2 separate regions of the Rattus norvegicus genome follow, and region 2 is linked to region 1. A link is a contact called in public Hi-C data. All regions are on one chromosome and are shown on one strand. Each heading gives the region's core, a stretch centred on a gene start, on an enhancer-like site or on the middle of the called end of the contact. The rest is flanking DNA. Distances are from core to core; before and after follow the strand shown. Region 1 overlaps Fat3 (FAT atypical cadherin 3). Region 2 holds the start of Fat3 (FAT atypical cadherin 3).

Region 1 (7,166 bases), core at 1,393-3,892:
GAGCACTATGTTTTCATGATTACAATATTATAATCCTAAGTGGGTGGATGAGGAAAGGGGTGGAGAGTCACATCGTATGACTGGCATTTGTCCTGCAGCGACAAAAGTAAATACTAAGGTTTACTTTCTAAAAATGTAGTCATGTGTGTTCCAAGTACCAACCGATGCAGGTACCATGTTCACTGAGTATTATTTAACTACTGGAGAGAACATAATTGTCTTTGACATTTAATTAAAGCTGTGGAGATACGGGGGTACCGGAGAATTGCTTAGAGATGATATAGTTCTCAAAAACTTCATCTAAAGACTCATCCTCCAATTAATGTCATTTAATTGATGTACTGAGAAGCATGAGATGCTAAGTCCAGAAAAAGGGTTTCGAGTGCTCCGAAGAAGAGGAGGTTCCTAGCATGTGGAGAGAAGTGGGTCTTAGAGGGATGCCTCTCCTTGAAGAGAATGTGTTCTCAAGGAACATGTGAAATAAAACAGAAAGTTGGGGTGGGTGGCGTGGGTGGTGTGGGCAAGTCATCTCACGTAACAAGGCAAATCATTCACCTATAAGAGGTAAATGCTGGAAAAAAAACCCAAAACTGACCAACCAACAAAAAAACCTTTGTCATGGAAACCCTCAAAGAAAAGTGATAAGAACCCGTGAAGACAAGGATACGGACTTCTCAAGTGGCTTCTGGGGAGTATTACCTCACGGTTTTAATCCCAGCTCAGCCAACTTTAGACTTTGCGGTGCTGTTCACTTTCCCAAATATAGAGACTGAGACTTTTATTTTAAGCTGTTGTTTTTGGGGGAGTAGTGTTCATTCTCCAGGGTCAGTTATTCAAGAAAGGCAAACATTTGTGGGTCAAACAAAGAACTGTGCAAATGATTCTCTCTATCTGAAAACATTTGCATATTTATGTGGTGTAGATTGTATGCTTTTTCATAACTTTTGTTCTTGTTAATACTTTGGTCACTTTCGCAAGTTTCTGTTTTGTTTTTATAATCCTCTCTTTTCCTCTTGGCATGGATGTGCCATGTGTGTATTTGGTGCTCCAGATGAGAAACTTCTGATTCCATAGGAGAGAGAGAGAGAGGCCATTAGCATCTTTGGCACCTTTTCGCTAATGTGGCCAGCATACTATACTTCTCTTTTCTAAAGACATTTGCTCCTAGTTAAGCCAAGACTTTATTTAAATCAAAATCTTCCTAAGTTTTCAAATGAATTTCTGACAAGGGACACAGAATCTAGACCAGCCGTTCACCATCAACCCACACACAATTTAATAACCTACACTTAAGCATCCTATTTCATAAACGACTCCATGCCTTTCCCCCAGGTCATGTTTATCCGGGCTCCCTTTTAGCCTGAAAGGTGATTTCAATTTTGTGGGAAAACAAGTCCAAATCATCTGGGGTGAGACTATCAATCAAAGGAGTCCAACTTCACTCTCAACATTCCGTTTAAACAAGATGTGCTTCCTCAGAGCCAGTAACAGAACATGCAAAGCCAGAGTGTGCTGGGTGCAACAGCATGAGGCCAAATAAAAGGTGGGCAGAAAAGGACACTGCAGAGCTGGCCCGAGTCCCAAAAAGGTGGGGTTCAGAAATGTCACAGCCTATGCATTGCTGCGGGGGGGTGGGGTGGGTGCGGCAGAGATAGTTAAAAGCGAGGTTGTGAACAGCCCACATGACAGTCATTCACTTTAGGGACAATCCTCTTGACTGCTTTTAGTCAAGACAGGTGTCATGGAATAAAAAGGAGCAGAAGAGGCACCCTGGATTTCTGTTACGATATTATAAAATTTAATGGATCAAGGGGGAGGGTCCTGAAAAGGCTCTAAAAATAGGATGCGAATAAAAACAGTGGCAGCCCCCGTCTACAGTCCATTTCGCTGGGGGAATGAGTGAGTTGAGCTTTTCTTTAAAGGTGGGTATCCCATTTGAGACTTTTAGATTACATCATCTCTTAGCCTCAAAATGCTGAACACTCCTGACCAAGGAGAAGGCTTCTGCCGGTGCCATTTCTGCTAAGAGACTCAGGGATGAAAATGGAACAGATTCTCCTGTAGAGAAGCGTCCAGGTTCTTCCTCTAGAAAATAACTCCACTCTTGCCCATGTAATTGAAAAAATGCCAACCCAAATCTAGGAGTCACCCAGGGGGAGGTGTGACTGAGAAGCTTCCAAAACCCTGAGCAACTGAATCTCAATGAACGGAGGGAGCCGTGCACAAGCTGTTCGTTCAAGTTCAGCATGTACACCCAACTGAAGGAAAGACATTCTGTGCCAGTGACGGTGTGATCATGAATAATTTTCTGCCTTGGAATGAAGCAAGCACACAGCAGGCTGATATTTCAATGGAGGGCAGGAGCTGGAGGGCAGGAAAGGGTGGTAGGAAGGAGTAACAACAGAAAAACCCTAGACTTGAGTCCAAGGCCCCTTTTCTTAAGATAATTAATATGAAGTAGTTTGGGGCCTTAATTGTTTTTCTAAAATTTCTCCAGTATGATTCCATAAATGAGATCAGTGCCAAAAAGAAAAGCAGGTCTTGCCTGAGATCAAGTTAGGGGATGAAAGCAGAGTAAGGGGAATGGAGTGTTTGATGTCCTTTGACTAGCTGAGCAGAATTTACTCTGTTGGGAGAGCAGCTGAGTTATAAACAGATGGGGATTCTCTAGATACTGGCTAGGTGAGAGGTGGTGATGGAGAAATGTGGCTGCCAGGTTAGGAAAAGTCCAGAGGTGCCCAAGCTCTGAGTTACGACTAGCCTTATGTGGACTGAGGGCCAAGGTAGCCCTTGTCTACCTGCAGCACAGAAAGATGTCTGAGAGGCTAGAACAGAGATTCATGTTAATATACCCTTTCTCCTTCCTGAGAAAGCAAATCAGAGCAAAGTTCGTGTGCTTCCTATTTGGAAGGTGAAACATGTTTCTACGATGATTCGGTAAAAACTAAAGTCAGGTAAAAACTGGAAGGCAGCATGCCTCAGTTTTGAATACAAAGTTGTTAATGATGGCAGCCTTTACAATTCAAATATTTGCTATCAGGATAGGATTCAGGGGCTGAGCTGAGAACCAGATTGCCTGCACATTGGAGGTATGTAAATCAAAGAATGTCTGAGGGGACGCCAGAGCCTCCTGAGAAGTGTGAAGATACCTGGCGAAGCCGCAAAGGATTGTGGGTTATTTTTGTTCCCTTCATTTTCTTTCCCTGTTATAAAGGAAAGGAAGCATGCTGTGTGTTGGGCTGTTTAAATCCACAACAGCTGAACTTTATTATGTTGCCTTTTAATTACAGCTTCTTAGCTTGGTTATAAGTAGGGCTTGTTTCTGAGAGCAGAAGGATCTCACTACAGAAGAAACCCAGTTTCTTTGGAGTTGAGAAAAACGCAAGTGTTTAGGCTTGGGGACAAAATGCTGCTCATACGGAGTTCCTGGGACTTTGTGTTCTGGTAGGAGGTAAGGAAATTCAGTCAAAATCAGAGCCCTGGAAGTCTGAAAATGTGCAAGTGAGAATATGCTCTCAAGGGGAAGGAAAGGCAGGCTGAAACACCATCTTTGTCTCCTGAATGAGGTTTCACCAGGTTGAGCAGTTTAAAGATGGGCATGCCAGATGAGGATTTTCTGCCCTAAGCCTCTCAGTGTGTTCTTCAAGGGTGTCCGAATACACTAGATTTATGGTGTGATCTTGGGTTGACTTATTCTTCACAAGAGGATTTGGACAAAACCTCAAGCAGGAGGCTGCTTTTTGAATCCATGTTGAGCTTCCTTACCTCATGTTTATTCTCTGTCTCCCTGCAGAGCTCACAGATGGGCATTAGGTGCCAAGGGGCACTGCCCACTCTCAGTTCCCTCTGTGCTAGTTTGATCAGTGATGATGCTTAGGCAAGGGGGAAAGGAAGATTCACAAGGGGTAAAATTGGACAGTGAGGATGAAACACCTGAGGCTGATAAAGCAAACAAAAGGTTTTAAAAGAAGGAAGAGGATGTCAGCACAGCGGGTAAATTATGACTCAGGCAGGCGAGCCATATTTGTAGGAGATTTGATAAAGGCGATCATCTCTACTGCAAACCACCAGCACCTGGGAAATGACTCAAAGTTCCACAGAGCTGGCATTTAAAGACATTGTTGGCTGAACCTGGGGATGGAAATAAAATCATGATCTGTTTGGGCAGGAGGCCCAGTAACTTCAATTTGTAGAAGAAATTTAGCAATCTGTTATCAGATTCACAGAGAAATGTCTGTGATGGAGGGTTCCAGATCAGGGGACAGTCCTGGCAGCCTTCATTGAGAAAACTCCTCTCATTCGTACAGTAGAATGGATGAGGTGGGGGTGAGGGGAAGCAGAATCTATGGAGAAGGAAAGTGCTTAGGAGTACAAGGATAAAGGAGCCATGATAGTTATGGCCGCACTTTGCATATGGTTTCTGGATTAGGGATTATTGTGAATGCAGATGCAGAGGGAGGGTCTCTATAAACAGCCTGGACTATTGAAGCTATTGGGGTTGGCATAAAATGGAATCTCATATAGACCATCTGTAGGGCCAGGAGGTTAACATGGTTGCTTCAGGCATCACCACCAGTCTCCGTATCTTAGTTCATTCACCCTGAGTAGAAAGCAGCATAGCTCCAGCAAGAGAGAGAGAATGGAGATATGGGCTTTGACCTTGAGCATGAAGAATGGAGATGGCACACGCATAAATGAAAATGTACAGTAGTACAGGATGTGAAAAACCCATGAATAGTCTTACAAGTAGCACTCCTAGCAATATGCTAGCGTACACCTAGTCATACTTGTGGAGATGTTGAAGAATTACAAACTGACCCAAAGAATTGGGGTCAGGTGATCCACCACACTTAGCATCAAAGAAAGGTAGCTAGCGAGTTCCTATGCGTGGCCAGCTTGGACAAGTAACAGCCAGCAGGGATGCTTTGCAAAGTGAGTTGGTAAAGGGATGACCAAAGGTGTCCAGGCAGGCAAACGACAACTAACTGGTACCATGTGCAATGCTTCCTTGCATCAAGAAAGAAGAGACTGTTTTCGTATGATAACTGAATAAGCCAGAAACTACTGGGATGGTGGTAGAAACATTTCTCATGGGCCAGAAGATGTTCCATCTCAAATACACTGGCAGACACGAAGGCATTGGAAGGATGGTCATATGAAGAGATGATGAGATTGACATCAATTACCTAAAACTAAGATGTCTTGTGTTTCACAGAACAAATGCAGAGGGGAAGCCCTTACTTGTTGGGAGTTCAGAGGACTCTCTGAGGTTTGACTGGGAGACATAGAACATGCTTTTTTTCCCCTATGCTTCATGAAACCAGATGTGGAGCCTCCTAAACGCTTTCTCCAGACCCAGCTGTTTGAAGGGGAGGCAGGTTGCTGCCCATCCTGTCCAGTCATCATGAGGAAGGAAATGATTCTCCCACACGAGTGCTCTTCTGGCTTACTCGATGCTCACAGAGAACCCTGGGAAATGATCAGCCCCTGGCAGGCACATACTCTCCTCTCTCTTTGACAACAGCCTGTTTTATTTCCCTGTCCTACATGCTTTTCCTCTCCAGCGCTCTCCCTGCAGGTTTGTGGAAGGGCTGTTTTGCCCTTTCCCTTTTGCAGCCTGGCGTGCTTGCTTGCTTTCTTTCAAGGAATTTAAAAGTTGGCTCCCGGGTCTGCCCTGCCTGCTTCCTTCCATCTGCTTTCTCTATTCAGGGTGAGTGGGGGCTTTACTGGCCACACATCTAGGTTCTATTTCCTACCCTTCCTTTTGTGGACAGCAGCCAGGGGACTCTCCCGGTGGGGCTTTTTGGTCTGTGAATGATACTACTGCTGAAAGGCAGGGGGGCTGGAATTACATTCTCGTTTATTTTCAATTGGAAAATTCCCAGTTAAATAAAGCGACCCTACAAAAAGATAAAAACAGAACAACAAAAAACCCACACGTATCTCCAAAGCAATGGGAGAAAAATCAAAACAACCCCCCCAAACCCCAAACCCATTCAATCTCAAGTCATTGGATATGTGGAATGAGGCCGCTGTCAGAGGCACGTATGAAACCTGTGGGCTGCGCTTCAGTCTCTCACAGGCAGTTATGGAAGATGTAATTCAATTTGTTTTTTAAAAAAATGCAAAAGGCAGATTGGATAGCCGTATTTTAGCAAATGTGTTTGCACTAAGGGTACCTTCTGTTGAACAGTTCTGCCCACAAGCTGTCTGTAGAATATAGAACATCTCTCGAGCATGCTTGCCACCTTGCAGCAGGGCAGTCAGGAGCAGAAAAAAAAACAGAATGCAGAAAAAAAGGTGAAGAAAAAGAGAGAAATGAAGGACAGCAAGTCTAGTACCATCAATACATTTAGAAATGAGATTAGCCAAGTGTGACAATAGAATTAAAATGACACATAGAAGGACAGTAAGATTGCCATAAATAACGTACTATGGAGAGATCCAGCCAGAGAGCACTCTCTTCAGCTCAGCTACGGAATCGAACGAAAGCACAGGTTGGTTTCCACTTTACTGGCTCTTTTGCATCCCAGCACTACGTTTAATCTTAGGCTTAATTGCCAGCTTTTAAGCTTTTCTTTTGCCTTTTAAATTTATTTATTTATTTATTCGTTCACTTATTCATTCATTTACTTGTTTGCTTGGCAAGTTCCTTCAAATAGTTACGTCTATTTCCTGATACGCTCTAGAGACTTGAACTTACCGATGATGTCAAACCACAGAGGGGTGTTAGCTGGCTGCACAGACACCACCCCTACAATCTCTGTTACTTTGTCACTCTCCATGATGGTGAAGTTGTAAAATGGTTCATCGAATGTCAATGGTATAGGTGAAGGTGGGGGCTTCTTAATCCATTCGATGTGGAGGCGGGCAGTGGAGGATTTCTGTGGGCGGCCATTGTCCACAGCCTTGATCTAGTCACACATGGAGGGGAACACAGAAAGACAGCTTAGTGCTCTGAGTCCGTGGGGGGCTAAAGATTTCACTCACACAGTATAAAGCCCAAAGACTATTTTCTGCACAGTGTCACAAGAAGAAAAGTTGTGTTCAGTTGAGACTCCAGAGTCGACTCTGGAGTGGAATGTACAGAGCTCATACCATGTCTGCCTGAAACCAAGTTCTGAGATGTGAAATCATAAAAAAATAAATGCTGTACTTATAATTCA
Region 2 (6,448 bases), core at 139-2,638, 470 kb after region 1:
ATCCCACCCTCTCTCCGAGCGCACCACAGCTCCCAAGAGCTGGGCAGAGGAAAACAACATAAGTTGCTTTCCGCAAAGTCTAATCTTGGCCAGTGTTTAAACATTTCCGAAAATACACGCGACAAGAGTCGGCTAGTGGGAGAAACAGTGACCGCGTTATACTGCCAAAAAGACCCGGGCTCGCCACCTCTCTCCAGCCTGCCCTGATGCATTTTAGCTCAGCGACCCCAGCTGGTCAAGTCCTCTCGCTCACCAAGCGCCACGCGAAATCTGTCCACTCCCCCTCTGTCACCTCCAGCCAGCTCCCTAAGATCCCCAACTGCACTCCGGCAAGCCAATGGTTCCTTTTGCACACCTTCGGGAAAGGACTCGCGGCGCGCCACACTGAGCCTTCAACGTGCCCACAAGGAGCAGCAAGGGCTGTTCAGCATCCCTGGGATGACCAGACTAGCGCTATTCTCTTTTCAAATAGCACAGCCAGTCCTGACGCCCGCCAAAAATCATGCGTTCTCCCAAACCATTCGTGTTCATCTTCCCGTCAAAACAACAGGGATCCGCTCCTGGCATCTCGGCCAAACTGTCGCACCGGTTCAAAGTCGGGTGTCATTTAGAACCTTTCACAACCCGACAAGACTCAGACGTATACAGAGGACCAGCGAACAGTCCAGGCTACCCTTTCTGCTCCGTGGAAGTGGAGGCTGGGCTCTTTGCTCCGCGCATAGCCTCCTTTAGCATGCACCCAACTTGCGCCTCTGGGTCCTGCAAGTGCATCCATTGGCTTCAGCGCCTCTTCCCATTGAGTGCTGCAAGCGCCAGCAACCCAGCCTGATCTCATCCACCTGCAGCCAGCGGCCAAAGCTCAGTGAGGACTCAGAGCTCCGTGCAGAGACCTGCGAGCCCTCCCTCCTCTTATTCCTAGCCCTAAACTTAACCAACTCCGGTGCCATTTCCTGGCTCCTGCCGCAGGGCTAAGTCTCCCTGGGTTCCAGCTGGTAGCTGTAATGACCACAGCTCCAGGCAGCGACCAAGCAGGAACTTTACATGGTGAAAAGTTTCCCCCCACTCTCTCTCTCTCTCTGAGAGCTTTAGCTTTCCGGACCACCCATCACAGCCTCTCTGTAACCAGGTAGCTGAGGCTGTTCTGAGAAAGGTGCACCCCAGCCGGTGCACCATGCACCCGAACAAGCATGCTAAAAATCCCCACGCACCCTTGCCTCGGTCAGCGATCCTCCTCTGCACCCGGCGTGTCCTCGGTGGTCTTCCTTTCAAGCCTAGGGCGAGCTGGCCACCCCGCCGCCTCCGCCGCAGTGCTCGCCGCGTGCTCCCGGCTGAGGCTGGGGCGGCGAGCGGAGGCGCTTGGCGCTCAGGACGCCGCCACTGCTGCGGGTTGGCGGCGGAGGAGGGGAGTCTGAGGAGGATGGAGGCGGGAGGGGTGGGGAACCCGGGAGCGAGGTCCCAACGCGCAGCCCTGATCACAGCGCAGCCTGCCGGGAGGAGCGATTTCTCGCGTCTGCTCTAGGCAGCTTGCACCGCTACTGCCGACTGTGGAGCGGCACCGGGTTCTCCATCGCCGCCGCAGCAGCCGCACTGCCAACCCCCTAGCTTCGCTGTCTCCTCCCTCCCGCAGAGCCCGGTCCTCCGAGGGGTGGGGGTGGGGGGATGACCAGAGATCTCCGAGCGCCACCCGAAGACAAGGGGAGCAGGAGGGGGGCAGGGAGACCCGGCGGCCAGCAGGAGGACGCTCTGGGCGCCTCGCCTGGAAGCTGGACTAATTTTAGAGCAGAGGCATCCTCCAACCATAGCTTGGCTGGAAGAACGCACCAAAGCCAGCCTGACGTTTTCAGAGAGCACGCACACACCGCACTCAAGCTGCCCTGCGCTTCAGCCCTCTGCCTAGAGTGCACTAGACTTCTCCGGACCAGATGAGGAAACCGAGGCACGATGAGGCCAACATGGTTTTACCCAAGCTCCTCTGGGTACTTTGAAGCGCAGTGGGGCATAACTATTAAACATTGTGCCTCCTGCTGCCCACACGGGACTTGCATTTTTTTTTCCCACACATTTTCCGATTACCGGGATCACCTTTGTGTGGGAGAGAATCAGACTAAAAAGTAACATGACTCATCACCCCCACCCATTCTGCAACACCGTGGGGTGTGAAGACATTCAGAGCAGGAGTGAGTGAACAGTCTCCAGGGAGTCAGGCAGCACCAGCTGGTGGACTCTCTAGTTCCTTTAACTTCTGGATCATCCTCACAAGTCTGAGGACTCAGGTCCCTCCGCCCCCCTCCAATTGCTCCAGTAGAGCTACACTTCAGCCTATCTTCCGGTTCTGTGAGCTCTGAAACATCCCTAACAACCTCCTGCCCGGGTAAACTCGCGCCAGCGCCACGCCTTCACCCCACCCCCACCCCAGTACAGCAAATCACTTCTGTCTAAAGCAGGCTTTCATCCCAGGGGGTGGTTTCTAGGGTGCTCTCTCCCAGGCAGCTCCCTTGGAACTCTGGGACTGAGCACTAACTCCAAGAGAGATGCACCTGCAAACATGCTTTATAGAGAAAATCGGTTTTTCCCCCCTGAATTTCCCTTTGGGGCGCACGGTCTGTCGCTGCTAAAAGTCTTTGTGCTTGGTCACCTTTGAAGAGCTCCTAGAATTACCTTTCTGGTCTTCCTCTCCCAAGCCTGGGTCCTTAAGGCTCTAAAAAGCCCTCCACTCTCAGTAGGTGGGAGGTTCCCCTTGAAAGCCTTCTGCAGCCTTCTGCACTGCCTTGACTGCCCCATAAAGCACTGCATGCTCTGCTCGCTTGCCTTGAGCGGTTAATGGAAATACTAAGGAATACTGACAGCTAGCCATACATCAACTAATTCCAGGCCAGAAGCATGATGCTATCCAGGGCTTCACCGTCTCAAAGGCCAGAAGAAAAGTTACCTGCTCTCCAATTATGTCTTTTGCATAATTTTATTCTGATTTTATTTTTTTTATCCAGGCAATTTCTTGGGCATTAAAAGTTTATTGCGGAATAAATATGCTCCCGGTATGGTGTATTCCTTGTGACTGACCCAAGGCTGCTAGTATTACATCAAAGATTTTAATGAATCAAGCATTTCCCATTCTAGTGCTTCTGTGGAAGGACTAGGAGAGTTATAGCCTGGAGCCAGCCACTTTCGGTCGAGTCAGCTGGTGGCTGGATAGCTCCTGGGATGCACAGGGAGCTGGTGTTGGCAGCGGGATAGGCCATCTTCCACCTCCTTCCTGGGAAGCTGGCCAGGTAACAGAAGAAGCACGGATGCTAAGGGAGTCCAGCCCCTCCAAAGACTTTCTTATGCCTCGGAGGCACTTTACCCATAAGTGCGGAAATCTGTCTAACTCTCTGCCTCCTGCCTTCAGGCAGAGCGTAGGTAGTAAAGTAAACGGTTTCTACTCCCCGGGCAGAAATGGGTTGTGGCAACTTGGGGGAAAATGACTGTCTGCAAGGGGGTGAAATGGTTCATTCAGTGGGACACCCTCGTTGATATCAGAAAAACAACTATTTTTTTATAACATAATCTACTATGGACCTGTGATATTGGGGTCCCATCATTGATAAAATTATGAACTTAATGAAGGAAACAAAGAGATGTATAATACTTAAATTTCCATTCACAGCACCCTGTATAAATCCTAGTGTAGGGAATAAATATATTAAATAGTCAAATAATAAACAAGGGAACGCATGAGAGGTCTCTGTTAGACTTGACAACACAGGAAAGAGCCCGAGATCGACAAACCAAAAGTCTATAATCATGTCATACTTCAGAAGTCTCACTCCACATCCTCTGGGCCTTATCTCTCCCTCCAGACCACTGACCAAACAGCGTTCTCATCTGGATTCCTGCAAGCCGTAGTAATAGTGCTGTAGCCTGGACCACTCTTACAGCTCACTCTCCACCCAGAGTCTCCTGAAATGCCCATATAAATGCAAACCTAGACAAGTAGGAGATTAGGCACTGAGAGATCCTCTGTGAAGAAGACTTGAGAGTGTTTGGCAATATGCATGACTCTCTGCTACAGATGAGGGAGGCACATAGTGTTCCACATGGCTTCTGGGGTGCTCCTGCTGTAGGAGGCAGTCATCAGCTTGGCTGTACAAACTTCTTTTCTCTGGTCCTGGCTCTTTGACCTTCTTGTGCCTCTGAGATCACACACTCCAGAATTTTTGCCACCAAAAAAGCTTTAAGATTTATGTAGGCTTAGACTTTTTTCAAAACCTACTTTATTCAGGGTTCTTAAATGTATCATCTTCCCCTTTAACCCGCTGACCAGAGGTAGGGGGAAAGGTTAGTATGACAAGGGTTTTGTAACCTGTTTAGAAGTAGCAGTTCCTTGAGGAGATTCCACTCGTTGCTGTCAAGATACCAGCAAACACCAAACACCAAACCCAAATCAGTAGTGGTGTCAGAATCAGCATAGACAGACAGACAGACAGACAGACAGACAGACAGACAGACAGACAGGTAGATAAAGGCATAAGTCAGCAGAAGCAGGCAGAAGAAGCCAGAATACCATGAGAAGTTTTTTGTAACTTTCTCTCTACAAAGTGAAGACCAGCAAACACCAGCGAGAACCAGCAAAGACCAGAGAAGTTCAGCAAAGCACTTCACAGCACAGCCATGCAAGAGTATCCTGTCAGTGTATGTGGGATTCTGTTTATACTCTTTCTAAACATCACACGTCCTCTCAAGTGTCTGTTTTCAGCAAAATATTACATGCTCTCTTCCAAGACAATTTCTAGAAAAGCATCATGTAATACAACTGAGTTATTAAGAAACCAGAAATTTCCACTTCAGATTTATTTTTTTTACATGTACCTCTAGACATTTGGATATATGCCACAGGGCATCAAATCCTTTGGAGGTGGAGGCAGTTGTAAGCTACTGACTTGACAGGGGAGCTGTGAACTGAGCTAGGTTCTCTGGAAGCAAGTGATCTGAAACACTGAGCCACCTCTAATCCTTTCCATGTCTTGAGCCTCCTCAGTGAGTCTTGTCACACTCTGCTTTCTAGCAATTTTGAGCTAATATGTAGACTACCATTCCCAATCATCACTTATTCTGTGCAACTGACAAATTATGATTCAACGTATCATTTGAAGACAATGTATGAATATATACTCATAATTCATATATATGTATATATAATTGATTATACACAGGAACACATATACCCCCAACTTCCTGTGTACTTGCAAGGCTTCTTTCAGTGATCAGTTCTCTCTCACGTGTTCTACCCAGATCTGTTCATCATCTCATCGAGTTTGTCTCTATGTTTATGAAGATTTGTTCATTGTGTCATCTGAGGTGATGCCTCTTGTATTGTTAACTCTGCAAACACTGACTTATGGTTTTATTTAAAAGATATTTTGATAACTGGATGGGCTATTTAGGAAGGTGGAAGAATGTCCTTCCCTTGAAGAACTAAATCAAGCACAGATGACTTTAACATTATTTTGGGGATCAGTTATGGATTGAATGTGAAGCATCCCCGACAGGCTCAGTCCCTTGCTTCTAGTATGGGTTTGGGGGTATGGTAGAACCTTTAGTGGTCGAAGATTCATTGAAGGATGTGGGCCATTGCAGCTTTATGGAAATGCAGCAGGTGGTAATTCTAAAACACTGACTTCTTTTAGATTCCCCAGCCATCCTTGTATTGCTTGTTATAGGTATGTCTTATAGCAGCAAATATGTGGCTACACCACACCCTTTTATTGCACATGCCGTTTAACTATCCTTTTACAATTTTTTAGCTGTTTCACACATGTACGTAACTCATTGTGAGAATATTCACCACACCATCCTTTCTTATCTCCCTCTCAATACTCGAGGCTCATCTATTGTTACCAATTAATCCTCTCCTACTTTCACACTATACGTGTGTGTGTGTGTGTGTGTGTGCGCGCGCGCGCGCGCGTGTGTTTATACAGATCCCTTTCAGGTAATCACAACTGCTATGTGTTCATAATTACACTGAGCACATCATATGTAGAAGGCAGTACCTCTCAGTGATCCTTTTCATCCTGTAGCTCCTCTAATCTATCTGTCCTGCTTCTCTGTAACATCTGCTCTCCTTTGGGGAGAGGGTGATGCCCATGCTGATTTTTAGAGCTGAGAATTCAGCAGTCACTTAGCTATCCTAAAGTTGATGCAATCTAGTCCTTATTTTCAAAGAGCACCCAAGCCATAGTTGGATCGCCTCTAGTGAATTTCTTACTGAATTTATCCTTGATTATTTTTGGATCCATCTTGGACTATAACTCTCCTTTTACTTCGTCTAATAGAGTAATACACGCAGTAGGAGCCATTTTGTCTCATACAACCCTGTATTTTTAGGCATCCCTCCTCCCCTTTTGTTCTCTTAAGTTTGATGACTCATCTGTTCATTCAAACATTATTTTTGAGCAGCTATGTACTT

What was found. A called contact is a pair of places that touch in the nucleus more often than the background predicts.
Region 2: a contact with region 1 is called in a Hi-C map of frontal cortex, with 2.3 times the contacts expected there. The contact joins the promoter of Fat3 here to the enhancer-like site in region 1. A contact is called at or near these places in 1 of 12 Hi-C or Micro-C datasets (frontal cortex) and 1 of 1 datasets of contacts at active chromatin or transcription factors (oligodendrocytes).

The regions. Positions count from the first base shown.
Region 1 is chr8:21,079,404-21,086,569 of GRCr8, forward strand. Fat3 (FAT atypical cadherin 3) reads right to left here. Exons shown (of 28, transcript NM_001413472.1): 6 at 6,704-6,914. Among named protein-coding and RNA genes, the nearest start is that of Mtnr1b, 150 kb to the left of the region's middle. Within about 2 kb of position 2,643, at least 6 of the 93 cell types and tissues checked have an H3K27ac peak or open chromatin away from gene starts, as enhancers often do.
Region 2 is chr8:21,553,852-21,560,299 of GRCr8, forward strand. Fat3 (FAT atypical cadherin 3) reads right to left here and starts at 1,389. Exons shown (of 28, transcript NM_001413472.1): 1 at 1,209-1,389.